Linked DNA regions of Pan troglodytes: region 2 is linked to region 1. A link is a contact called in public HiChIP or PLAC-seq data. All regions are on one chromosome and are shown on one strand. The core of a region is the stretch at or near the end of the contact, and the rest is flanking DNA. Distances in the headings are between cores, read along the strand shown.

Evidence for each region. HiChIP or PLAC-seq counts read pairs in DNA pulled down with a chosen protein or histone mark.
Region 2: a contact with region 1 is called in an H3K4me3 HiChIP or PLAC-seq map of stem cell-derived excitatory neurons, with 2.4 times the contacts expected there. The contact joins the promoter of UBE4A here to the promoter of SCN4B in region 1. A contact is called at or near these places in 2 of 7 Hi-C or Micro-C datasets (blood and stem cell-derived neural progenitor cells) and 1 of 1 datasets of contacts at active chromatin or transcription factors (stem cell-derived excitatory neurons).

Annotation. Positions count from the first base shown.
Region 1 is chr9:120,090,688-120,095,343 of NHGRI_mPanTro3-v2.0_pri, reverse strand. SCN4B (sodium voltage-gated channel beta subunit 4) reads left to right here and starts at 1,815. Exons shown (of 5, transcript XM_001159939.7): 1 at 1,815-2,025. The coding sequence starts at 1,965. The region is part of intron 1 of CD3E (CD3 epsilon subunit of T-cell receptor complex); the gene reads right to left.
Region 2 is chr9:120,298,493-120,302,992 of NHGRI_mPanTro3-v2.0_pri, reverse strand. UBE4A (ubiquitination factor E4A) reads right to left here and starts at 2,400. Exons shown (of 19, transcript XR_010147323.1): 1 at 2,299-2,400.

The sequences.
Region 1 (4,656 bases), core at 566-3,065:
TTCATGCATTCCCCATCACCTGCATACAGCTGTCCCTTGCCCACTGCTCTAGCCCTTGAGTGCACACCTGATATAGCCAGCCCTTGAAAGGACAGATCCGGGGAATAGGGAATTCCAGAGTTCCTGATACCTGGAGTACAGTCTAGAAGGGGAGGAGGTGCATGCCCCCGCCTGCCCTGCCCCCTTGGTCCCATGGACACATTCTCCAGTGAGGGGCATGGCCAGAGGAGGGCCAGAATGAGGGCCTTTAAAACCAGAAATCCAGGGCTGAGGCTCCTGTTGCCCAGGTCCAGGGGTAACATTGCTCTTAATAAGCCTAGGAGGCAAATATCATTGCATTCACCATTTTATAGGTGAGGAGCAGAGGCTCCCCCAGAAGACCATGTAACTTGCTCAAAGCCATACAGTCATAAATGGTGGCGCTGCCAGAGCCTCTGTGCCACTATAGGGAAGGCAGCGACCCTCTCTCCTGAAAAAGCAAACAGACATTCAGCACTTTGCCTGCAACCTCAAGGGGTCCGTGATCACGCCGAAGTCCACCCAGAGACCCCTCGTTAAGAAGGCGGTGCGTTGGTGTGCCTGCAGCAGAAGTCAGACCATGAAGTGGGAGCGGGCTTCCCAGTCCAGACCAGTCCTAGACAGTAAAGAGGGCCTGTGATGCAGGGAGGGTCTTGGATGGTTGGAAAGGTGCTGAGGAGGAGATCGACTCATTTACAGAACCACCACCCCAAGTAGCACCGCTCAGGTGAAACTCTTTCACTTGGGCCTGTCTGGGAAAAGGCTTACTCGTTCACAGCCTCGCCTCAGCCCTCTGACCTGGTTGTCACCCTGGACTCCTCCACCCCTACCCCAAAAGGGAGGCCGAGGGAGTCTGCCGTTCCGAAGAAAACGGGAGAGTTGGAGGAGGGCGAAAAGGCAGAGTCTGAGGGGGACGGCCTAGGTAGGAAAAATGAGAAGCAGGGGTGCAGCGGGAGGGTGAAATGGGGCGCAGGACACAGACCAGGCGCGGACCAACCTGCTCCCTAACCTGGAGCGTGGTGATTTCCAAGGGGTCCATGGAGAAATGTGGGGCGGGGTGGCGTGGGGGTGGGGGTGGGGGAAGGGAGGGCCGGGGCATTTTGCAATTGGAAAGCTCTGTTCCGGGCTTCCTAAAACAACGGCCGGAGTTGTTGAGCGATGGGGCAGAAGGTGGCGGGAGCGGGTCCCGAGGCTGCACGCGCGCCAAGTCGCACGGCCACCGAGGAGGCGCAAGCTGCAGTTGCAAGCCCGCACACGCCCACCCGTTGCGGCAGCGTCCGCTGCGGACTTTAAAGCGGTCCCTTGGCGGTCCTGGGAGAGGGAGCCGCTAACCTTCCCGTGTTCCCCCAAGCAAAGCAAAACAGTCTTCCAGCAACCGAAAAGCTCCACCTCTACTCCCCCCGAACTATGCTCCTAATTGGCAGCTCAGCGCATGGGATGATGCGGGTGGCTGCAGGCCGGCCCTGCAGTGCCAGCCGCAGCAGCCCAGCCCCACTGGAGAGGGAGTTGGGGGCACGGCGTGGTCCCGGGGCTCCGGGACCGCGAGGCGGGGCGCGGCAGGCAGGGTGCGCAGCGGGCGGGGGCGCCCCGGCCTCCGCGGCGGCCACCGCCCCTCCTGCGGCTGGAGCGCTTCCAGAGCAGAGGCGCAGCCTCGCTCGCCGCTGCGCTCGCTCCGTCTTCCTCCCGCTCCTGCTCCGGCTCCTCCTCCTCCTTCCCTCCCGCCGTTGCTCCAGCAGCCGGCTCCCAGCAGCGGGCGAGCGCGCCTCCCCCTCCGCTCCCTCCCTCCCCCTCCTCTCGCTCTCTGCCCGCTAACTTTCCCGAGCCCCGACCGGCGGCGCAGAGCTCCGTGGTAGCTTCGTGGCCGAACGCCGACCTCGGGCGGAGAGCGCGGCTGTGCCCAGTATCCCATCCCCGAGACCCCCGCGCGCTCCGGAGAGAACAGGACTATGCCCGGGGCTGGGGACGGAGGCAAAGCCCCGGCGAGATGGCTGGGCACTGGGCTTTTGGGTAAGGCAGCCCCAGCTTGGTCTCTTCTCTTGCCTCCCCCCACCCCCAAAGAAGGGGACACTCGAGAAGGAAGAGGCCTTGGATGGGGTGGGCTTTGGAGTGCGGCACGGAATGAGGATGGTGGCCGCCGGCTTCCTGCCTGGTTCCTGCCTGGTTCATAGGCTGTGCTCCCTGGGGACCGTGTGCGTCCCTCTCTACCCCATCAGCCCGCCAGTCTCAGGATTAGTTTTTTTGCTGTCTCTGGCACCTTCGGCTCCAGGTATTTGGAGCTGGATCTTGGGGCTGCAGCGCGGGTCTCCAGAGTTCAGAGGTTCAGGATGCTGGAGGAGGGGGGTCCGTGCCTTGAGTGCAGGGGATACCAGGTGGGTTGCACGTGTGACTGTTGGAATGGTGGTTTCCATCCCGGCCCAGAGCCGTTTGCTTGTTTCCCAGGCACCAGGCATGCACCAGTTGGGGGTGGGGGAGTCCCCTTCTTCCTGGGCCCTTTTCCTGCTTTGCTCCTCTGCCCTGTATCTCCCTCAGGAGCCACTGCCTTCCCTACAGCAGCACCTGAAAGCTGGAAGGGGCTGGAGGGGCTTGCGGGATCATTCAAGGCCCTTTAGGAACGGCCTTGTCTCTCTTCCTACAAAGAGATTCCGTAGGGAAGACCTGTTTGACCTGCTCCTGGCTCTTCATTTTTGAAGTGAATATGGAGACAGAGAAGACATGTCCAGAGGACACGGAGGAAGAAGCATTATTAATATCTATTAATATGCACATGAGAGTTTTGAGTGTCAAACTCCAAGAGATTAGGGAATGATATTTATTCATCCAGGATGTAATCTCCTCATAAATCATAGCCAGACTTTAATGTAAGCCGACTCCATCTCTGGCAACGGCATCTCTTCCTGTTTATATTGGTCAGATTTGGCTTTTGGCAGCTCCCTGCATTGGGTAAGACACACGGTGTAGGTATTTCTGCTGAAAACAGGGAGACAGAACCCTATAAGGGAAGTGGCTACTGTTTCTGCGAATGTAAACTGTGTGCAGATCTAGCAGGTTGGTGCCTGGTGGTGAAGAGGGGAGAGAGTATTTCTTGTACTTGGGATGTTTATTTACCTCTGTACCGCTAGATGGAAGACACCCGTTTTCTCCTGTACCTTGGCACAGATGTCATGCTGGTTTCACAGTGACCTTAATGAAGTGGGCCTTAGTGACGCCTGAGGCTCCTTTTCACAGGGTGGGCACAGCGCCATTCCATGCTACTTCCCCTCATCCCATCTCAGATCAGCCCAGGTCCCCATGGTGGCAATGGCAGGGGTAAAGGATCACTGAGGAATTCAAACTCGGCTAGTCATTAAACTACCCCACTTCACACCTCTGGCTTACCTTCCTGGGTGGTGGGATGCCAGTCCCTTGTTTGTTAGAATACTCATAGAACCAGGCCTCTGTGGGCAACCAAGAGGGCCCTGAAAATGATGTGTGTGTGTGTGTGTGTGTGCACGTGTGTAAGGGGGATTGTAGGCACAGTCTTGGTACATTGCTCCAGGTGGAAGCCCCACCTTCTCCAAGGACTGTTCAGCTGTATAGACCAGGTAGGGGCTAAGGCCTATTGATACAGGTTTAGATGAATTTCTGAGCTACCCTTTGGGAGCCCAGGAGAAAGCAGAGTGACTTGTAGGTGGGAGACCTGCAGGCCCCAGGACTGGCCTCATCTGCTCTGTCCCCTGCCCCTCTGGTCTGCAGAGGGACTCCAACCAAAGTCCCTTTGGCCCTTGACCAGGTAATACTGACTGAGCCCTCACAGGGGCATTGGTCTGAGCTTGGGACATAGATGACATCTTTCCTTCTCAGTCCAGTGGGGGAGATACAGAGACGACTGGACAGCCAACTGGAGGTGTTCCCTGGGAACATCAGAGTTGGCAGGAACTCTGGGAAGCAGAGCACAGAACTCTCCTAGAGATGAGGAAGTCATGGTCCAGAGAGGGATGGTGACTTGTCTAGGGGTGCATGGCCAATTGATGGCCAAGTGGGACAGAATCCAAGTTTCTTGGGCTCTGTCACACCACGCTGCTTCCCACTTAACTCAAGTCTGGTGAGGGGGAAGGTAAATAGTGATTGTGCTTAGGGCTGAAGAATAAGTGAGGCTCTGGGGCATGGGTGTGGAAGGATAAAGACTTGAGGGGCCTAGAGCGGCTGTTTTCATAGCTTCGGAGACTGGGTACAGAGCAGTGAACTCCCAGGAGTCCTCTTCCCCTCTCCCCGTATCAAACCCAGTCTCACAGACTGAGACCAAAGTGATTTTTGATAACCTAACAAAATACCCTTTTCTTAAACTGAGAAGCAGTTTCCAAGGCTATATTATTGCCATTGAGGTTTATGTGCTTTCCAATCTCTTCCTAAGCATGTAACTGGTAATATCTCTGTCCTGCCCACTCCTTCCTTGTTCCCCCATTTACTTAATTGCTGTGATCTGTGTTTAATTATCACTTGTGAGGGTGCTCTGTTGCACAACCCTGTTTCCCCTGGTGTGTATTTATTAAGGGCTTGTTTAATGAGAATGCAATTAAGGAGAGGGTGCTCAGTCCCACTCAGAGGAAGAAAAAGGAAAGAAGAAGCAAGGAGACTGTGGAGAAGAGAGGAAAGGGGAGA
Region 2 (4,500 bases), core at 1,151-3,650, 210 kb before region 1:
ATTACATGTTCATATCTGATTATTCTTTCTTCTGTGTCTGGCATTATACATCACAATCACAAAATCCTAAATAAGTAGTTATTGAATGGCTTCAATCTTACATGTAGTTCTTTCTGAACTCCTTGTAATCAACAGCATCACCCATGACCCTACTTCAAGGTAAGGGCTTTACTACTTGTCTTAGGTTGCAGTGGAAGGTCAAGCTACCAGGCTAGACACTGGTTCTTTGGTATCTTGGCATGTGTAGAATGGTGGATGGAAATAAGTCTCTGTTGTCATCTCTACTATCTGTGAAAAACAAAAAGGTTCTCACCTACCTTTCACTAAGCTCATCTTTTTCACACGTACGTCAAATCTGTGCACAAACTTTTTTTCATTAAAAAAGGGCTAAAACTGTGTAGTCACTTATAGAAAAATTTTACAGGAAAAAGGAGGACTGATCACTTGATGAGAACCTTTGTGGAGATGCCAGTTTAGATTTGTTCAATGGACTTACCAAAGTAAGAGTACCCAGATAATCACCCACTCTAAAGGTCCGATAAAATGAAACCTAAATATTTTGTTTAATATTCAATAATGTCACTCGGGATTTATAATCTCCTATTTTCAGGGCCGGGCGCAGTAGGTCATGCCTGTAATCCCAGCACTTTGGGAGGCCAAGGCAGACAGATCACTTGAAGTCAGGAGTTTGAGACCAGCCTGGCCAATGTGGTGAAACCCCATCTCCACTAAAAGCGATTACAGGCGCATACCACCACACCTTAGCCAGGCTGTAATCCCACTACTTGGGAGGCTGCGGCAGGAGAATCACTTTTAAACTGGGAGATGGAGGTTGCCGTGAGCTGAGATTGTGCCACTGCACTCCAGAGCAGAGCCTGGGTGACAGAGCCAGACTCTGTCTCAAAAAAAAAAAAAAAAAAAAAAAAAAATAAAAAATATATATATATATATATACACACACACACACATACACACACACACACACATATATATACACACATATATGTATGTACTTTTTTTCCTATTTTCAACTGCCATACAGAGATACAACACTATCCTGTTGTCAGACACTTTGGGATGTTACAGCTACCAACCTTAGAAGCTTTTGGATTTGATTCTTTTAAAATATATCCTCCCTGAAAACAAGTTTCACTCTGATATACTTGCTGCAAAGATCTGTATCTATAATAGCTGTCCTACAAAATTCTGTCACTTCCTCCTGACACAAGCTTTTGTTTATGAATAGTACCACTAATCCTTTAAGACCATTGTCAGCTCTCATGAACACACAAGTGTGTTAACATCAGACTTGGTATTGTTTTTCAACAGAAATATCTGGAACACTTTGTAAAACTGGGATCGTCAAAATCAAGCTCTATCAAATCATACTCCCATAAGGTCTGTGTCCTGGCAAATAATACATATATCAATTTAAAATAGAAATTAAAATATCAATTTAAAATAGAAATTAAGAAACAATTTTCGTTGTCGTATGTTTCACCTAACACTATCAGGCCATGCTAATGTGGCAACAAATTCCATCAACACATCTATCTGCAGCCTAGAAGGATCTCAAGTCAAAAAGCAGACAGCAGTCCTTCTTGGATCCCATTTTATCGCAGGTGGGCTTCCACGTGAGACCAAAACAGTAAATGACAGCGAGACTAAACACATGCTTGCTGTCAGGGCATAAAACTGATCCTAAAAGGAAGGCTCATCAAATATAAGGTCATGAGGCACGGTCACTCAATTTTAGAAGTGTCTTCTAAACCCAAGGAAACATGAAGCAGAGTGCCCCAAGAGTTATCTGTGGTGAACTCATCACCTGCCTTAAGAAATATCAACACCCTGACGTATGCATTGAACTGGTTTGCTTACGACTCGCGATTAATCTTATCTTCTTGGCATCTGCCTATTTGTTATCTACTCTTTATATTTTATCCTTCCATGTTCCATAAGGGATTCGCGGGAAGGAGGGAGATCCACCCGCCCGGGGCACGTTCTAGAGAAAGTTAAGTCAAAAGATAATGCAATGATAGCGCTCTGGCCTCTTCCAGGAGGGGCTTGGCAAAGATGGGGACAGAAATGTACAAAGAGACATCAGAAGCTGGGGCACTGTAAGGGGTTCCAAATCAGACAGGGTCGAAGTTCAAGAAGGAGAAGGTCCCTGGTTAGGAAAGCACAGGAGAAAGAATTTGGAGAAGATAAGAGTGAACAGGCTAAGTCGCATTGGACCAGCAGAAAACATCACAACGCAAAGTCAACGACCCCGTCCCCTGAAGCTATTGCCTGCCTTACCAGAGCCTGAAGTGCCAGCAGCGACGACACGACAGAAACTCAGCGGCCGAAAGCCTCTCACTTCCGACTCAGCACAGCAACCGGAAGTTACGTCATCAACAAGCGCCGGGGCATGTGGAAGTTCATCTCCGCGCCGGAAGCACGGTGTGCAGGCTCACCCGGGGGACCGGCGAGCAAATAGTCCTACAGCGCATGCGCTAGCTTGTTAGCGGCGGGCTGGAGGCGGGCCGGAAGTGGCAAGAAGTGGCTTTGGCATCGGATTGTGGGGGCTGGAGTTGGGCCACCTGGCAGTGCGCTTTGGAGTATAGAATATGAGGCTGGGTTTTGGAAATCAGCGTACCGAGGGCAGATAAAACTCTGTGATCCCCGGCTCTGCTCGCAACCTCTGTTGGGGGTCTGCTCTCTTATTTTCCCACCAGTCCTAGACCTTTTTGAAGCAGCTTCTGTTACTCTCTATTATTCAAAGGGATAACACTAACAGCAATAACAACTACAAGTTTGTTGTTATTGTTGTGCTGTCTTTGGAGCAATCTTTGGAGTGTGCTATCTTTGATTGGATTTCAGTTTTCTTATCTGTAAAGTGGAGACAGTATACATCCTACAAGGTTGTTTTGAGATACACATAGATGGCCAGGCACAGTGGCTCACGCCTGTAGTCCCAGCACTTTGGGAGGCTGAGACGGGCAGGTCACGAGGGCAAGAGATCGGGATACACATAAATAATAGAAGCAGCATAATTTTCAAGAGTTAAAAGCGCTGTGCAAGTGAAAATTCACAGATTGAGAGAAAATAGTTGCAACTCATATATCTGATAAAGGATTCATCTCTAGAATATATAAAGAACTACAAGAACGAAAAACCCCCAAACAGTTCAGTTCAAAAAAGAGCAAAGGACTTGAATAGACATTTCTCCAAAGAAGATACATTCCAAGAGAATGACTATCCACTTGGTATCTGTGGGGGATTTGTTTCAGGACCCCCTTGGGTACCAAAATCCAAGGATGCTCAAGTTCCTTACATAAAATGATGCAGTATTTGCATATAACCTATGCACATCCTCCTGTGTCATCCTAGAGATGACTAAGTCATCTCTAGATCACTTATAATACCTAATACAACATAAATCTAAATAGTGTTGTATTGTTTAGGGAATAATGACAAAAAGTCTGTACATGTTCAATACAGATGAAATTTGTTTTGGAATATTTCCAATTCATGGTTGGTTGAAGCCACAGATGCAGAGCCCACAGATATGGAAGGCCAACTGTACAAATGGTGGATAAGCATATGAAAGAGTGCTCAACATCACTAGTCTTTAGGGAAATGAAAATAAAAATCATGAGATACCACTTAATACCTACTAGGATGGCAACTATAAAAAAAAGGAAAGTAACTGTTGGCAGATGTGGAGAAATTGAAACCCTATGCGTTGCTGATGGCAATGTTAAATAGTCCAGACTTTTTGGAAAAACAGTTTGATGATTCCTCAAAATGTTAAACATAGTATAACCACATGATCAAGCAATTCCGCTTTGATATAGATGTTCAAAATAACTGAAAGCAGGAACTCAGATACTTGTATACATATATTTACAGTAGCATTATTCATAATAACCAAAAGGTAGAAATAACCCAGAATGTTCATTAACAGATGAATGCATAAACAAAATATGGTATATAGCTACAGATGACTTATTCAGCCTTGAAAAAGAATGAAGTTCTGATACATGCTGAAACATTGATGAACCTTGAAAACGTTATGCTAAGTGAAACGAGCCAGACAGAAAGGACTAAATAGTGTATGATTCAATTTATATGTGGTACACAGAATAGGCACATTCCTTGAGAGAGAAAGTATAATAGAGGTCACCAGGGATTGGAGGGAGAGGCGAATGGGAGTTATTGTCTAATGGGTACCAAGTTTCTGTTTAGGAGGATGAAAAAGTTCTGAAATGGGTACTGATGATGGCTACACATTGTGGATATATTTAATGCCATTGAATGGTACACTTAAAAATAGTTAAAATGGGGTTGGGTGCAGTGGCTCATGCCTGTAATTCCAGCACTATGGGAAGCCGAGGTGGACAGATCACTTGAAGTCAGGAGTTCGAGACCAGCCTGGTCAACATGGTGAAACCCTGTCTCTACTAAGAATACAAAAATTAGCTGAGCATGTTGATGTGCGCCTGTAACCTCAGCTAC